Regions from separate parts of the Mus musculus genome. Here region 1 is linked to region 2. A link is a contact called in public HiChIP or PLAC-seq data. All regions are on one chromosome and are shown on one strand. Each heading gives the region's core, a stretch centred on a gene start, on an enhancer-like site or on the middle of the called end of the contact. The rest is flanking DNA. Distances are from core to core; before and after follow the strand shown. Region 1 has its middle 25 kb from the start of Gm41030. Region 2 has its middle 18 kb from the start of Lncenc1.

The links. HiChIP or PLAC-seq counts read pairs in DNA pulled down with a chosen protein or histone mark.
Region 1: a contact with region 2 is called in an H3K27ac HiChIP or PLAC-seq map of extraembryonic endoderm stem cells. The contact joins two enhancer-like sites. A contact is called at or near these places in 3 of 484 Hi-C or Micro-C datasets (the C2C12 cell line, the G1E-ER4 cell line and cerebral cortex) and 3 of 115 datasets of contacts at active chromatin or transcription factors (CD8 T cells, astrocytes and extraembryonic endoderm stem cells).

Annotation. Positions count from the first base shown.
Region 1 is chr13:97,499,344-97,505,081 of GRCm38.p6, reverse strand. No RefSeq gene overlaps it. Among named protein-coding and RNA genes, the nearest start is that of Gm41030, 25 kb to the left of the region's middle. Within about 2 kb of position 1,836, at least 27 of the 459 cell types and tissues checked have an H3K27ac peak or open chromatin away from gene starts, as enhancers often do. A contact at or near this core is called in extraembryonic endoderm stem cells, where this site is marked.
Region 2 is chr13:97,414,153-97,419,964 of GRCm38.p6, reverse strand. No RefSeq gene overlaps it. Among named protein-coding and RNA genes, the nearest start is that of Lncenc1, 18 kb to the left of the region's middle. Within about 2 kb of position 2,499, at least 14 of the 459 cell types and tissues checked have an H3K27ac peak or open chromatin away from gene starts, as enhancers often do. A contact at or near this core is called in extraembryonic endoderm stem cells, where this site is marked.

The DNA of each region.
Region 1 (5,738 bases), core at 587-3,086, 86 kb before region 2:
TCTAAACACATTCTGATCTATGAGAACTGGGTTCCCCATGGCTCGCGTTCTGTTTCCATAACAAGCCAGGCTGGCTGGTAGTGCCTTTAAGCCACAACAACCATTTAATCATTTTTCATGCTATGTCTATACCAGGAATTTGGGAAGGACTCAACAGGGTGTTTCTGGCTTACAGATTACATTAGCTTTGTATCACTGTAACAAAATACCCACGATAAGCGACTTATCAAGAGGAAAGGTTTATTTTGGCTCCTGATTTCAGATGTTCCAGCCCATGACCAATCGGACCTTTTGCTTTGGCCCTGGGCAGCATATCATGGCTGAGTTGACGACAGAGTAAAGACATTCACCTCACAAACAAGACATGAAAAAAGACATAGAGAAAAAAAAACTGCGGTCCCACAATCCCCTTTGAGGAGATACCCCTAATCTTGTAAGGTCCCACGTATGTAAGTTTCCATCTCGCAGTACCTCCAAACTAGAGCCAGCTTTCTAACCCATGGGCCTGGGGAACACAGTTCAGTGCAAACAACAACACAGTCTCTTGTGCAGTTAGAGTCAGTGGGTGTGGGGAACTCACCCAGCTGGAGACTGGCCAGATGTGTTTCTCTTCATGCAGTCTGTGGCTGCCTGGTGGTAATTCCATGGGCTACCATGGGCCTTCTCCTGATGGGGCTTTCAGGGAAGGCTTGTGTGATGACCAGGAGCTCAGTACTGATGTTCCAGGGGACAGGGAAGGACTGAACCATTTTGTCCAGTCTTGGGAGTTACATCGTATTGGGTTTTGGCAGTTATAAGTTACCAGGATACAGAGGTCTATGTTGACCAACATTCCCAGGACTATTACAGAGATAATGTGCGGGGGGCGGGGGGGAAGACCCTGCTGGTGGGAGAGAGCCCTGCAGCCACCTTGCAGTGGGTGTTGTCTTCGGAAGAGGAGGGACCACTAGTAAATGATTCAGAATCTCCCCTACGGCTCAATGATCATCTCATCGGCATGGCAAGGGCCGAGCTTCCTGTCTTCTGAGAGGGTCTTGATTTCCTTCTCTTCCCCCAGTTCCTTACTCACCACCATGTTTGAAATTCCAGATCTTCTCCTCTAGTTCATGGTGGGCAATCACAGCTGGATAGCACTCCTTCCTAATGATTGCCATGCCACCACAAAGACACACCAAGGGCCAATCCATACCTGCCAAATACCACAGAAAGGGTCTTGTCATACCTACCCTTGCCCTTCAGGGATCCTCCTACTTTGTTCAATCTAGTCCCAGACTGAATTCTAGATCCCATTGGATTGATCACTTTGCACCAGTGGCTGCTCCCTAAAGGGTACAGACCTCGTGGCTGTCACCTCCAGAGATACTTCAGTCCTGAACAATGGTCTGGGCTCTCTTATCCCTTCTGAGTCAGCCCGGAGCTGTTTATTTTACCATCTGTGTCAGCAGTTAAGAAACCCTGTGTGAATCTCACCACCCGGCAGCCAAGTCAGCATCTAAAGCAGGCTCAGAACTATGGCTGGCGTTCAGCACAGTGCTCCAAGACCTGAGCTCTACGATTTTCCAGAAGTGTAAACTCTAGACAAGATACTGAGCCAACAGAATTCCTGTCACATGAGACTAAGTACCTTTCAGTCTTTATCCTTGGGCTCAAATAAGGTAGAGTGTATGAAAATGAATTAAAGACTGTGCCATACAACAACAATACTTGTTGTTGTTGTTGTTGTTGTTCTAGTTTGTTCTTGTTATTAGCACAGCCTTCTTTCACAGGGACTGTGTAACCTTATGCCCAAATATGCTTGCCCTGTATTAGTCACCTCCCTGAAAGCCCAGCCAATCAGCCACACCATTTTCTCCTCTGTATCCTACCTTAGGAGACTGGCTCAGGGAGTGCCATCTGGCTCTACTTCCTCAGTCCTCCCTGTGTCGGGTAAGTGGTGGGCAATTTCACCCTCTGTACAGATGCCTGTAATGCCAACCTAACACTTCAGGAAGCTCTGAGAGGTGGGGCTTGAAGCTCACACACACATACCCAAGCTGTGTTCCCTTGTAAATGACCAATATCAGGCCTTCTACTGTGGCTTGAGTGTGGTTTGTCCTTCCAAGGTCCATACAGCACGCATGGACCCAACACACAAGCATTGGGAGGCCATGGAAACATCGAGGTAGTTAGACTGATTTTTCTATTTGAGTTCTTTCTGTCTCTCTCCTTCCTTCACTCATTAACTCTTTCCCCATCTGCCTCCCTCTCTCTCCCTCTCTCTGTGATGTCTTCCTCAGGTACTCACAGTGACACTAGCCCGCACCATGAGCTGAGCACACAGTTGCCATGCTCACAAACCAGAACTACAAGCCAAATACACCTCTTCTCTGGGTAAGTCACCTGGCCTCTGATATTTTGATACATCAAATGGAAAACATACAACTACATCCTACCAGCTCCTATTCACTCCACTAGAGCCCATGTTCCTGGCAGCCAGGTAGGAAGACAGCAATGAGAACAGGCCAAGACTCCTGGATGACAGCAGCTAGCTGTGGGTCCAAGAGCAGAGCTGGGAACAGATACCTCACTCCTTTCCCAGGAGGCCACCCCAGGGACTGATGCCCCAGGATGTTGTATTTCACACTAGTCTGTGCAAAGCCTTACCAGAAGAAACGTTTTCAAGAGTTCAGGCTTGATGTTTCTAGGCTCTGCTTGTTCGTGAGGTATTTGTTTGTTGTTTTGTTTTTCACCTTACTGTGATCTTTGAAGCTGGCCCAATTTTGAAGGTCTTAGGCCATTAGTGCACGTGCACACCTGTGCGAGAAGGGGGCGGGGATTTGTGTGTGAAGGGGGAGGGGATGTGTGTGAAGGGGGAGGGAATTGTGTGAGGGGAAGGGAATCTGTGTGAAGGGGACAAGATATGTGTATGTGAAGGGAGGAGATGTATGTGAAGGGGGAGGGTGTGTGTGTATGTGATGGGGAAGGGGATGTATGTGTGAAGGGGGAGGGTTGTGTGTAAAGGGGGAGGGGATGTAACATTTCCAACAACAGAGAGCAGGCAAGCCAGAGAGAGGGAGGGACTGAGGGAATGAGAGAGGGAGGGAGAGAAAGAGTGAGGGAGTGAGGAAGTGAGAGAGAATGAGAGAGGAAGAGAGGGAAAAAGAGAAAGTGAAAGAGTGAGAGATGGAAGACTGAGGGAGAAAAGAAGGGAGGGAAGGAAGGATGGAGGGAGGGACAGAGGGAGGGACAGAGGGAGGGAAGATCTAGGCCAGAGGTAAGAGGAAATGGAACTGAAGAGGCTTCAGAGGAGATGACAATGAGGCAAGAAAGAATAAGTAGAAGCTTAGCATAAAGGTCAGCGCTCACAAGAGGGCTGGGATAAGAAGAGAAGGAGGGAATCCCCGAAGTGTGCTCCTGGGGGTCCTGCCAGCCCTGGAAACGAGCCTCTAAGAGCTCATCCCCACCAAACTGAACCCCAGCTTGACTGTGTTCCACTGTGACCCCCAAACAGGCCAACAAAGAGTATATCACCCTTAGTCTTACTCCTGGACTCTTGGTGCCCTTTCCCTGGTCCCAAGCCAGCCTCGGGGTCATAGCGCTCCCCACCCTGTCTACACCAGACAGTTTCCAAGAAAACATTTCTTTTCTTTCTTTCTTTCTTTCTTTCTTTCTTTCTTTCTTTCTTTCTTTCTTTCTTTCTTTCCTTTCTTTCCTTTCTTGCTTGCTTCCTTCCTTCCTTCCTTCCTTTCCTTTCCTTTTTTCCACATTCACCCCTCCCCAACTCCTCCCATATCTCCCCTCTCTTTCCCTCCCCACCCAACTTTGTGTCCCATTTTTTTCCCTCATCAAATCCAATTTGTGCTGTCCACATGTTCACAGATGTGTGACTGACCTTCTTCTAGAGCTGGGCTGGCCCATCAGGGGCAGCACTCACCTCTCCTGGCTGCTATCAGTTGCCAAGAGATCCGGCTATGGGTGGGATGTCATGTCTACCTCACCTCTCCATGCTGGGTTTTGGTCTGGCTTGAGCTTAACCGAGGCCTGTGGCTGCTGCCACAACCACCATGAGTTCGTAAGTGCAACTATCCTGTTGTGACCAAAGGATACTCCAGAGGGCTGCTTTTAAGCACCTGTGCTTGGGCACCTCGTTAGACCAGTGTCATCAAAATTTCTTGAGAAAGGAACCTACGAGGGCTTGAAAAGCATACTCAGCAAGGCACATGTACAGCTAGAACCCAAAGTCTGTAATGTAGTAGTGCAACAGTAGTGCTTGGCTCTGTGAGGGTGTAGTGGGCTTTCTGCCCTTCATGAATAATATTGTTTCTACAGGAAATGTGTTTAGGTTTTAGCTCCAGATGTTGGGCATACGCCTGCCCTCACACCCCATGTCCCACCCACCCACAGACTGCAATGTTTATATGGCCAGAGAGAGTAGGGGGACAAAGTCACTGGTTGAGTGTCCCTCCGGGATCCCCACAGAGGGCCCATGATCTCTCTCCAGTGTGGCGAGGACCATCGACTCAGTCATGCGTGGAAAAGTTGAGTCCTCCCAAGTCAAGGAGTTCTTGTTTGAAGCTAAAAGAAAAGGGCAAAAACTGTCAACAGTAAGTAACGGAGGAATGGGGGCGGCATAAAAAATGGCAGAACCCTCGAGTTAATAAATAAAGAAGACACATGTCTGGAAATGACGTTGAAAAGTGGCTTAACAGTTCCATACCGGGAAATCAGCTGTGCCAAGAAGCTAGGAAAACTGGCTTTTCCAACTGTGTTGACTTGTGTTCAAGCTGCCAGACACCAAGAGATCATTCCAACCGAACAAATACAGCCACTTCTAACTGGAGAAAAGGGTGGGGTGGGGCTGCGAAAAGAAAGCACATACAAACTAAGTGTGTAAGAAACTACAAGATGGGGGACCTCTCCTGATCGCAATCCACCAACAGTGGATTTTTTAACTCGATGGAGATCTGCATGTGGCAAATAGGGTACTACTTATGAATACACATTGGGGACACCTGGGGGACCAGTAGCCAAAGACACAAAGCTTCATGAATACTTAAAGCCACAAGACAGAGCAGCACAGGCCAGAGGGTACAGAGAAAGTGTCATAGAAAGGAATCAACCAAATAACTCAATTTTGCTAACAATTAGGGAATATTATGTTAGGGAAGCCGCTATCTGATGGTAGAACAGACCAAGGTTCTCTGGCCAGCAAGCAGTGGAAGCAGGGAGTCCTGGCACCAGGTACTGGGGTATTGTGCACAGGACAGAATAATATCTTGTCTTAAAAGAGCAGTTTCTTCAGCTAGCCATGAGGGTGGCCATTCCTGAGGCACAGCTCGGGTGGGCGAGAGCTGCGGGGACTGTTCTTTGTCAGCCTCCCTCTCTTACTCTAATTAGGAACAGAAGAGCTCACTGTTAGGCTGAAATGCTCTTCTTTTCTTTGAGTCAAGCTCCATAGTTACTGAGGACCAGAGAGAAGTATTTGTATGCCATTCCCTCCCAGAATGGGGCACTTACAGAGATACGGGAGGAGGAAAGAAGATGGTAGCCCAGCAGGGCATTGGGAGGATGCCCAAGACACAGGAGAAAAATAACCACTACCTAAGTATGGCAGCTCCATCCAGGATGCTCATTCCACCAATGTTCAGGTTCTACTGCCTCCTCCATAAACTTACCTGTTTACTTCATGGTATCTGACTCCTTGTCCCCTCTCTGTGTTCCTCTTAGCTTCTGGATATCTTCAGAATCTACCGTTCCAA
Region 2 (5,812 bases), core at 1,250-3,749:
GCAGGGGCATGGTCACTAGGAAAGGCTTCCAGGAGCCTGGATTTTGAGCAAGAATTTTGTAGAGACCAGTGGCTTGTCTGAAGGATGACAGCTTTCAAGTGAGATTCGAAATACGTGTTCCTCTTGATCATTTAAGAGCACGTGTATATAAAGAGATCAATGGTTGGGCAGATACATGCCTTTAGTGCCAGCACAAGGGAGGCAGCGTCAGGAAGATCTCTGTGAGTTCGAGGCCAGTCTGATCTACAGGTCTGAGTTCTAGGATAGCCAGGGCTACACAGAGGAACTTTGTCTCAAAGGAGAGGTGGGAGGAATCCATCAATGGCGTTATTCATACGCATGGATTTTAATTCCACTTTCTATAGGGAGAAATTGAGACTCAGGAAGGTGAAGTATCTCATCACAGCCAGGATGGTATTGAAGCCAAGGACTGACAGAATCAATAGTTTGGGGGGTTTATTGAGACAAAAAATGAATTTTAATAGGTCATTTTGACCTGGGAGAAAGACTTGGAGTGCTGTGGTCCTGAGCATTACATAGTTATCGCAAGGCTCTACCAGACCAATGCTTCACTTATTGTTCAGGAGTAAGTGGTGAGGAGATAGCAGGATGGAGTAAAATGTCGTTGCTCTGGGGAGTTATGGGTGGAAAGGGGAACCAATTCTTGATATTTCTTCACATCTCACTCAGTCTTATCACCAGGCTATTATCAACAGTGAGTAATACCCACATGTGCTTACACAAATGGAATGTCCTAACTAATACTACATTTTTTTTAAAAAGTCAATATTTTCATTGCACTGGCCTTATTTTAAATGTTTAGCAGCCACACATGCATGGCTGGCGGCTGCATACTGAGCAGCAGAGATCCATCATCACAGAAATTCTATTGGCCTGTGCTCTCCTCCAGGGAATCTGCTGATATGCCCATCACAGAACATTTTACGCCTTTGTGAGCGTATCACTCGTGTTATGGGGATGAATTATGAGAAAACATGCAAGTATCAACCCAAGCAACCTCTCCATCCATGGCCTTTCTCACATAGATCAAATCGGTGGAAGCCTGGTCCTCGGGGGCATGTTCTTGCCTCCTGGAAGCAAGCAGATGAGTGCACCGTTCTTCTGGATCCCTCTACAGACCAGAGGTGCCACTGACATGTGGCTCTATGCAAACTATAAACATCTAACAAGCTCCAGGTGCACAAGAAGTAGATTTAAAGTCCTGTCCATATGGACACTAAGGTCTGAAATGAAACACTTGGCGTTCGATTTGGCTAACATGTTAAATTCACAATTTATTGGCTCAATAAAACATGGATGCTAAGAGCCAATTTTCAGGTTGGAGCCTCTGCACGTGTGTCTTGTGTGGGAAAACACAAGCTCGGGGTTTTCAAGGCAAAGTTAACATCATTTAAAAAGAAGAAGGAAGATCAGTGTTTAAAATAGAACTTTGGTGGGCAGAACCATTTTTTAACAAACCCCAAATCTTATTCATGGTACACACGCACTGATACAAAACTTTCTGCTCTTCTGGAGGATAAAACAAGATCGCTGATGAGCTGTAATATCTGCAAAGAGTAAGGGGAAACAGTGGAAGAAACTGGAGCTGTCAGAAATACGAGCATTCCCAGGGGCTGTGACATTGCCTTCCAGGGTTTTCTTCTGGAAGAGCAGGATGAAACTCACTGCTACAGGACCAGCCTTGGTGGGAAGTGAAACGTGGGATGCCCTGAAGCTGTGGAAGGACTTGAGAAGGCAGGAAGAGTCGCAGTGAATGTTTGGCTCAAGGCGAAAATCATGCTTAAGAACAAAACAAAAATTTGCCTTTCTTGGTGCATAGAAATCACAAAAATGACTTTCTCCTCTGACACCAGTTTCAGCTCTCCTGTCCCAGGTTTGATGTGAAAATGGGAAGGGGGAGTAGACAGCCGGTGCCCTCTTCCTCCAACAAAGCTTAAAGGAATCTTGATCTCACAGACAGAAGAAACAGAGCTTGAAGAAGTCATGGGGAGCCGTAGTGGGTGGGTGGGTGGATGGGGGGAGTGGAAGAACAAAGAGTGACTGACTTCCTTGGTTGTTTTTTTTTTTTCTTCTTCAAACATCCTTGACATGAAGTGGGGGAAGCTGGACAAGTATAATACCAGCCAGCATTCAACAAGGAAGGGAAAATGAGTTCCAAAAAACACCCAATCCCTTTAAACCAAAGACCAGGAAAAGGACAGAGCAGTATTATAGTAAACTGCTAGACAGCAGCCTCTCCTTTGGAGCCAACCACAGAAAAGTTATGACCCTACGTCACTGGGTCAGGCATGGGAGATGGAGCCATGATATTTACCTTTCTAGAGGATGTACCCAGGCACCAAGGAGGGAGCCTGCACTGCTGTTCCTACTGAGGTATATTAAGCCCCACACCCACATCCAGATAGAGAGATGGAGTTAGAAGCGTGAACTTCCATCTCTCCCCAGTTGGATGATGTCATGTTGTTCTGGAAGATCTGGGGGTGTTTATCATGACCACTGTCAACAGTGATAGCCAGCTATTTCTCTTCTCTTGCTAAGAACTCTTGGGTTCTCAGGAAGAACAAAGCACCGCTATCTCCCCACCCAGCAGTAGGTCTCAGGGAAGCCAAACAGAGTGGGAGTCTCACACCAGCATCCTAGCTGTGACCCCATGGAGTGTGGAGGGCTGAGGGTGGGACGACATGGGTGTGGTGATAGAAAGGAACCACAAGGAATGCTTGTGGGAGAGGAAGGGCACATCTTTGACTGTGTTCTTATCTTGGCCATGATATTGTGCTACACTTTTTACTGTTAAAAAAAGGAGAGAGAGAGAGAGAGAGAGACAGAGAGAGACAGACAGAGAGAGAGAGAGAGAGAGAGAGAGAGAGAGAGAGAGAGAGAGAGAGAAAAGCATGGGTTACCATACCATTTCTTCGAATTGGATGTACAGATGTAACTATCTCAAAGTAAAGTATTTAGTTAAAAATGATAAGCCATAGACCTTCTAAGATAAAGAACTTTGCACATTATAATCAGATATCTGTTTTGTTTTTTTTTTAGTAACTTTCTACCACCAAGACAAAACTCATTAAAATGCAATGTTTTCTGTTAGAAAATTACTTTGAACAATGAAGGGCAATTTAAATTTTTTTAAGATTTATTTATTTTATATATGTGAGTACACTGTAGATGTCTTCAGACACCAGGAGAGGGCAATGGATCCCATTACAGATGGATGTAAGCCACCATATGGTTGCTGGGAATTGAACTCAGGACCTCTGGAACAGCAGCCAGTGCTCTTAACCTCAGAGCCATCTCTCCAGCCCAGGAAAATTTAATTCTAAAGCACTTACTTGTTTGTATCTGTTTCATTTAACATTTCAGACCCTTTGGAAACAACTGCATTGCACTAATCATCACTAAGACTTCTCCTTTCCCACCCCAACCTTGGCATTCGTAAGTCTAGTGTATACCCCAGCTGTCAGGACAAACCATTACGCATACTATTGCATTTTGTGACTATCCCAAAATAACACCATTATTTTGTCATTAACGAAATAACACCTGTTCCTTTAAATCAGTGTTTCTCGTGTCGTTAGAACCATGTCTGCCTAAAAGAGACAGAGATTTGTTAGCTGGTAATGAGAAGGTAAGAATAATTTATTTGGAAATGAACATTTTTTTCTTTACCCCGTCTCCTGCTGCCTGGAACCAATCTGTGTGCTCTGCTTGGAAAGACAATGATGGGCCATAGCAATTGTTTTTCCATGGTTCTGGCAACTGCATGTGAGACCTGGAGGCGGAGAGTGATGGTTGCTGAAAGAGCATCTGCTTTATTGAAAATGCAGTTGAAGGCTTTACCGACAGGACTGCCTTGGAGACAGTGCAATTAAGACAGCGAGGTCTCACTTTGTAGTGCTCAGAGTCTGCTACAAGCATCATGGCTTTGGAATTGGGATGCTATCCTCACCGTGCTCAAAGCCAAATGCCTTTGAGGGCAGAGAAGGGGTAAAATTAGTGTGACATCTTGTGAAGAGGAGCTTTTATAAACTATCTTCAAAGGCACTTACAAGATACAACAGCCCTTTCTCCACACAGCTAAGGGATGCATTGATGTAAATAAATATAAAAATGGCTATTAAATTTCCATTCTGCTTCAGGCACATGGGTTTAATATTAATAATTAAGGAAGGAAAGCTGGCAAAACACATGTAAAACTTAGCCAAACCCCAAAATGCTTGAAAAATAAGTCAAGATTTTTCTGAAAACATAGACCACTACTGGGTTTGCCCATCCCTGGTGACAAGAAACTGAGAAACTGAAACTAACTCCATTTAACTCTTCCCCTCTGCCCCAGCAGATGCTGTAGTTCCCCCTGCCAAGGAACCAATGCATTGGCCTTCCGTGCCAAGAACAAAGCGTGGGTCTCCACATGGCCACCATTCTAGGGAGAGAGCATGATCAGATTCCACAGGGTAGAATGGTTTGCCCTCCACCCCCAAACCAGATGGTAGATTCTTAACCTTGTTCTTAAAGGGCAGATCATCCCACACTATTGAGCTGAAATAATTACTGTTGATCCCAAAGGATCCTAGGTTTGTGTCTGTCCTATCTTGGAGTCTGTTTGATGCCATTACAAGACCTGATGTAATTGTGGTATAAGATCGATATCCATTGCTGTCATGAAATCAACATAAGAAGGCTGGAAAGGGGACCAAGGTCACGGCTGGTTGGTTGAGAACGTAGAGGATAGGATGTATGCTGTGAGTCCCTGCCAATTCTTAGCCATATCGGCTTGACAGGATTGTACAGCTGAAGTTTAGTGGTTATGATGGTGAATAGGAACACAGAATTTATAAAATATCTTCAGCCTCAGCTCACATTATGGTTTGAATCTGCAATGTCCTCCTGCTTGGATGCTGGACCCATAGCTGTTTTTGAGAAGCTGTAGTAGACCTTTAGGAGTTGAAATGTAGCTGACAGGTATAGTTCCCTGAGGAAAGGGGACTTCAAAAGTTATACCCAGCCTCTACTTCCTTCAGCTATGTCTCTTTCCTAGTCCACCATGATGAATAGCCTCTACTTTTACTGCAAGAAAAGCCGTGTCTTCACCACCATAATAGACTGAAACCCTTTAAAACTGTAGCCAAAATAAATATGTCATCCCTTAGGTTGCTTCTGTCAGGTATTCTGGTGACATGTGGCTACATACAAAAGGAATTATGATGTCATCTAATTTTCTTTTTTTTTTTTAAGATTCATTTATTCACTTAATGTATATGAATACACAGTTGCTGTGTTCAGACACACCAGAAGAGGGCATTAGATCCCATTACAGATGGTTGTGAGTCACCATGTGGTTGCTGGGAATTGAACTCAGGACCTCTGGAAGAGCAGTCAGTGCTCTTAACCACTGAGCCATTTCTCCAGCCCCCTAACTTTCTTGATAACTGAGTAAATACTGCCATTCTTCAGATGAGGAAACTAACTCAGTGTGGTGTTGGGGAAATGAGGTGCCCGAGTCAGTAGTGGGTAAGGGGCAGCCAGGACTTAAACCTACTGTTCAGGACTCTGCCCACACTGCTGTTGCTCAGATAAGATGGAATGATTCAGAGGGAGGACTCAGCAGTTGGTAAGATGCTGTGATGGACATTCAGTGTTTAAACCTGTACTGACATGACCATATGACCATGGCAGCACTCTCAGAGCTTCACTGCTAAGCCATGGCTCAGCGTCGCCTTCCACACAGTTGAATTTTCACTTTTTCACGGCACAGACCATGAGATCCATGTGGAGATCTTGGATTCTCCTA